Regions from separate parts of the Macaca mulatta genome. Here region 1 is linked to region 2. The links are chromatin contacts, called in public Hi-C maps. All regions are on one chromosome and are shown on one strand. The core of a region is the stretch at or near the end of the contact, and the rest is flanking DNA. Distances in the headings are between cores, read along the strand shown. Region 1 holds the start of EI24 (EI24 autophagy associated transmembrane protein). Region 2 holds the start of FEZ1 (fasciculation and elongation protein zeta 1).

The links. A called contact is a pair of places that touch in the nucleus more often than the background predicts.
Region 1: a Hi-C map of fetal cortex germinal zone shows a contact between it and region 2, with 2.6 times the contacts expected there. The contact joins the promoter of EI24 here to the promoter of FEZ1 in region 2. A contact is called at or near these places in 3 of 14 Hi-C or Micro-C datasets (fetal cortex germinal zone, fetal cortical plate and liver).

Annotation. Positions count from the first base shown.
Region 1 is chr14:125,954,656-125,957,515 of T2T-MMU8v2.0, reverse strand. It overlaps EI24 (EI24 autophagy associated transmembrane protein), which reads right to left and starts at 1,379. Exons shown (of 11, transcript NM_001257508.1): 1 at 1,289-1,379.
Region 2 is chr14:125,910,664-125,913,434 of T2T-MMU8v2.0, reverse strand. It overlaps FEZ1 (fasciculation and elongation protein zeta 1), which reads left to right and starts at 1,492. Exons shown (of 10, transcript NM_001261621.2): 1 at 1,492-1,524. LOC717002 (putative uncharacterized protein MGC39545) reads right to left here and starts at 2,518. Exons shown (of 2, transcript XR_013404365.1): 1 at 2,023-2,518; 2 at 802-1,145.

The DNA.
Region 1 (2,860 bases), core at 130-2,629, 44 kb before region 2:
GAGCTCGACGACTAGCAAATGCTCAGTGATATGCACGACACTAGTTTGTAAAGACTCCCAGATCCACTGCCTTAACCTGCCACTTGCTCATCTGGAAATTAAGGGTACTAAACTTCTTCATAGGTTTCTTGCATCTAATAGGGCACAACAGCATGAAAAACACTTAAAATTCTATATAAACACAACCCCACTAAAGTGAGCCAGCTGGGAGGTTTAGGGAAGCCCATTACTTGGCTTGGATTTCTCACAGGGTACTGACAGGGAACCTGAAACATTCTGCCTCAGTCCACAACAGCTGTGTCATTTGATCCGTGACCAGCTAACACCTGGTTTCTGCATGTACCAAGTGGCAGGACACCTCTTGACTAAGAGTGGCCTATGAAGGGTAAATCACTTCACTTTTATACTTAGATCCTAACATTCTTCCTACAGGAATATTTGGTGAATTACCCAGTCTAACAAAAAGTGAGGCATGGGGAAAAATAACTTGCCACAATTTGAGATCACACAGAGACTGAATGACACAGGGGGAATCCTACAGCTGAGCTAGACAGATGAAGATGAATCTGGTTCATTTAACAGGTGAGAGAACCGAGTCTCAGGAGTTAAATGACTTGCCCAGACTGACAGCAAATGAATGGTAGCTACAGTGAACCTCAGAACCCGGTGTCCTAATGTTATCTCGGTCGACTTGTTTTTAAGCTTTGCAATTTTTTTTTTTTTTTTAACACGAGCATCCCATGGACAAATAACCTCTCAAACCTGGAAATACAAATGACATTAAATTCCTAACACTCATTAAAAGCTAATAAGCATCTGCTGAGGCACAGTCCTGCACTTTTATTTGTAAGTCACTAAACCCAAGTCTCGGCAAGCAGGAAGCTGTCGCAGCCCACTCCAGGTACAGGGAAGGTAAACATCCTCACTTCCCACGGGGCTCCACGGGCTGCCTCTGAGTCCACGGGTCCATTCGGGCCCATCTCCCCACAGCTCCTAGGCAATTCGGCTGAAAACTGGTCTCCCTCCTTAGGCACAACTGTGCACGAGGTGCGGACCACGCACACCTCCGGTCACACAAGGAGCTAAAGACAGCCGCGCCCCACCTGGAGAAGCCTCGCCCGGGGATGTGCCCGGTCCCGTCCCGCTCCCTCCGGCCCCTTCCCGCAAGGGGTCCTCGCGGGTAGCCCCACCAACCCACGCTGGGGTCCTGCCTGCCCTCCCGGCCCCTGCCACTCAGAATGGGCGGCGCGGCGGTCCCGAGGCCTGGCTTGGCTGATGCCGCACCTACCCGCAGCTCCGCCGCCGCGGCTCCGGCCCGGCCCCTCGCCCACCGCGGGCCCGCTCCGCCGGGGCGCTTCCAGGGCCGGGGCCGCTGCGCCCGCACTGGGCATGCCCGGGCCGCACGGGGCCGCTGGGAAGTCGGGCGGGCGCGAAGAAGCAGCCGGCGCGACGAGGCGGGGCCCAGAGCTGAGGGGCGGGCCGCGCGGAGCGACGGAGACTGGGAAATGTAGTCAGTCCGGGGTCGCTCCTCGCGCTGCGTGCGGGGTCGCCCGGCTCCCAGCTCCGCCTGGCGGCAGAGAGGACCCCTCACCCCTCCCGGTCGCCTCCTCCCCGATCCGGTTCTCACAGATCTCTCCTGTTCTTTGCCCTCCCCCATTGACTCCATAGCGCTGCTTGCGTTTCTAAAATCCTGTGAAATACTAGTAACAGGAGCGCAATAAAATACAGAGGGCACCTTGGTTTATTTGATTGCAGATTTTCTGTAAAGTTTACTAAGAAATGACGGGTTTAAATCAAGCTTCACTCACAATGATCCGGGATAGGACAAGCTCCCATCCAATTCGGCTGCATTATGTGTGTGTAATCTGATGGCAAAGGAGTGGTTGAGATGAAACGAGATAGAGAATCACTGTTCTCATCTCCATCCCACAAGTCCAGTTCTACCGCAGGAAGGGTAGTTTTACCTCTCCCCTTTTAGGGGTTTTCCTCTGGGCCTGAGCATTAAACTGACATAAAATAGATTAACAAGATAAAAGCTGTGAGGAAAAACTCAAACCGTTTTTCCTCTGCTCTCACACCAACATGATCAACACAGAAGAGTTCTGTGATCAAATGTGTGGGGTTTTCCCCCACACCCCAAGCAGGAGACACCAGCTGGGTGTGCCCTAATTCAAGTCCATTGTGATGTATTTTCTGGAGATAGCCTCAGATCCCGCGGGTTGAAGGCTCAGTCCCAAGACTACTCTCCCCTTCAGACACCAGTCATAAGTTCAGGTACCCTGAGCTTCTGACCAACAGGTTTCAAGCTGGGGCTCCAACCATCCACCCTTTGGGTTTCATTAATTTGCTAGAGTGGCTCACAGTACTCAGGGAAATACTTACCTTTCCTGGCTTATTAGAAAGGATCTTAAAAAGGGTATAGATGAAAAGATGCATAGGATCAGTTGTATGAGAAGAGGCAGGAGTCTTCTTTGATGCTCTCCTCCCACACTCCACGCTCCAGGAATGTCTTTGTGTTAAGTTATCCCTCCAAATCCTGTCCTTTTGGATTTTTGTGGAGGATTCATTAAATAAGTACGATTGACTAAACAATTGGCCATTGGTGATCCATTTGACATTCAGCCCCTTTCCCCTCCCAGCGACGGGGGATAAGGATGAAAGTCCCGCCCTGTCCGGAAGTTATCAATCTTTTTTTTTTTTTTTTTTTTTTTTTCCAGAAGGAGCCTTGCCCGGTTGCCCAGGCTAGAGTGCTGGAATGCCATGGCATGATCTCGGCTCACTGCAACCTCTGCCTCTGCCTCCATGCCTGGCTAAGTTTTTGTATTTTTAGTAGAGACAGGGTTTCACCATGTTGCCCGGG
Region 2 (2,771 bases), core at 243-2,742:
AAGTTAACTAACCTAAGGTCACAAAACTGGGTATGATCCCAAGAAAGGAGATTTAGGGGTCTTTTAACCAGCTACTCTTTGTGATTTATTTATTTATTTATTTATTTATTTATTTTTGAGACAAGGTCTTGCTGTTGCCCAGGCTGGAGTGCACTGCAGCTTCAACTTCTTGGGCTCAAGCGATCCTCCCACCTCATCCTCCAGAGTAGCTGGGGCTACCAGGATGGGTCACCATGCCTGGCTACTTTTTTTTTTGTACAGATGTGGTCTCACTATGTTGCCTAGGCCGGTCTTGAACTCCTGGCCTCAAGTGATCCTCCTGTCTCAGCTTTCCAAAATGTTGGGATTACAGGTGTGAGCCACTGTGCCTGGCCTTATGATTTCTTACAGGAAGACATCCTCTGTCTATTGCTCCCACAAAGGCAAATAGGCCAACGCTTCTTCTCATCTCATTGGGACATTATTCCTGTTTCCATCCTTCTCATGGTTGAAATGTCTGTGGAATGAATGCATAAACCAGCAAAAGAGAAGCTCCCTGCCCCTTCCAGTTGAAGTTCTTAGTTCAGCCCAGAGGTACTTTGTAATCAGACAAAAGTACTTGGGGTTCTCCAAGCCGACATGCTTTTTCCAGTGCCTTCCTTCGATAATTACAGTTCTTGTGCTCTTAGTTGTGTGTATCCATGAATTATGAGACTTTTTATTGACAGCTTCTATAAGCACAGGCCTATACACAGTAGACATGATAAATGAATAATTTTTCACAAGACCCCAGGGACCCTTCTTATTTCAGCCTCTTGAATTTTCCTGTATTATCTCAAGTCCTCCTGGGCCTGAAACCTTCTCACTCAGATTTTTCAGCTGGATCCAGCTCCCACCCCGCATCTTTGGGTGAGAAAAGCTCTCCTGCCGGCCTCCTCACTTTTGGCTTGAGGTCGGAACTCAGTTGGGGCTGGGAGACGTCGCTGGGCCTGCCCGCCTCAGCCTCTAGTAGAGGAGAATGGGCAGCTCAGAAAGTCCAAGAGGGCCTTTGAGTGTGTCTGCCGGCATCCGCCAGCAGCCATCGCCTGCATTTTATCCAGAAGCTAGTGTCAGGCTCTGCGAGGTATCCATGTTGATAGTTATTGCACGCGCTCATCTTGGAGCTTCTGAATATTCATGAGGGAAGCAGAAAGACCAATGTTAAAGAGGAGAGAAACAGAAATGCATAAATATTAATAAAGGCAGGCCCACGTGCTCAGAGGAAGGCTATGAATGTTAACTAGGGGATGACGTCCAGCTCCCGCGCGTGCCAGTTGGGTGGGTGCCCGAGCGCGGGCGCGCCCCCGGAGCCCGGGCACGAGCGCAGGGAGGGGGTGGGGTGGAGGCGGGAGCGGAGCCGGGCGCCGCCGGAGCTGCGGGGGGAGCGCTCGCTGGCTAGCTGGCTCTCCGCTGCGCTGCGCTGCGCTCCGGCCGCTCCCGCGGCCCGTGGATGGGGGTGTCCGGCTGAGCCCCGGGATCCGCCTCCCTCCGCCAGGACCCGCACAGGTGCCGTCGCGGGGGTCGACTTTAGTTAGGACCCGACCCACTGCTGGGGGTGGGGTCTGGTGGGGGTGGTAAGGAGGCCCCGGGATTCTCTGACAGGACGGTCTGGGGTCGCCACAGCGCCCCTCACCCCGTCCCATCCTGGGATTGGAAAGGAACAACGGGAGGCCGTCGCTCTCCTGCCCAGCCCTTCGGGGAGCGCAGCTGGGACGCAGCGCCAGGCCCGGGAGATGTGGGATGATGGGCTCCTCCAGTATCATCTCAGCATCGGCCCTCCAGCCAGGCCTGGGGTGTGTGTGTGTGTGTGTGTGTGTCCGTCCGCGTGTTTGTGCCCGCGTGTGTGCGCGCGTGTGAAGGCAGGCGGCGCGGTATGGGGGCTGGGGGAGGAAGGGAACGCCGCCCGATCGCGCTGGGGCAGTGGGTCGGTGCCTGGTCCCGGGACCGTTATCTGGTCCAGTCACCGTAAACGCCCCAACATCATCTTTGTCCCTAAGAACTTACCCCCGACCCCGCTCGTGCCCCTCCCCAGAGTGCTGAGCCTTCCCCAGTCCGCGCATTCCTGCAGTGTCAGAACCGCTGGCAGCGGCCGCTGACGCCGGGGGAGCGATTGTTTTACTACAGACGGGCGGGAGAAGGGACCGGGGCGGCGGCGCGGTGGCGGGGCGCGCTGCCGTCGGGTGGGCCCCCGGCTCTGGAGCGCGGGGAGCAGTGTTTGACGGCGTCGAGGGGGTATCACAGCCCGCTCTTCTTCCCTTTTGCCTATCCCTTCCCTCCCCGCCGCTAGGCATCCCCGACTCCCACCCCTCTCCCGTGTCCGGGCTTGTTTGACCAGGAGGGCAGTGGAGTGTGTGTGCGGCCTGCGCGGGATGAGTCCGGCTTCCTCGGAGCGCCAGCCATTGTGCTGCCTGGAGGAGCCTTTCTTTACCCCACCGGACCGGGGGGAGGAGGGAGATCTGAGATGGAGGTGAATGGAGCAGCGGGAGGAGGGGGAGGGTAGCAAGCAGAACCGCGAAGGGGTTGCTGATCCATATGCAACGAAATACCCTTTCTGTCAAAATGTGCACAAACATGCACACTGGCTGGGTTCCGCGGAGGAGCAGTGGGAAATCTGAAGGTGGATCAGTGCAGGGCAGGTTTTAGGGACGGACGTGGGGGACGAGGAGGCACGGAATCAATTGATCTATGGAGCAAGTGATGGGAAGAAGGAGATGGAATGGGGCTTGTGTGGAGGTGCCCAGGCCCAGCGGGGT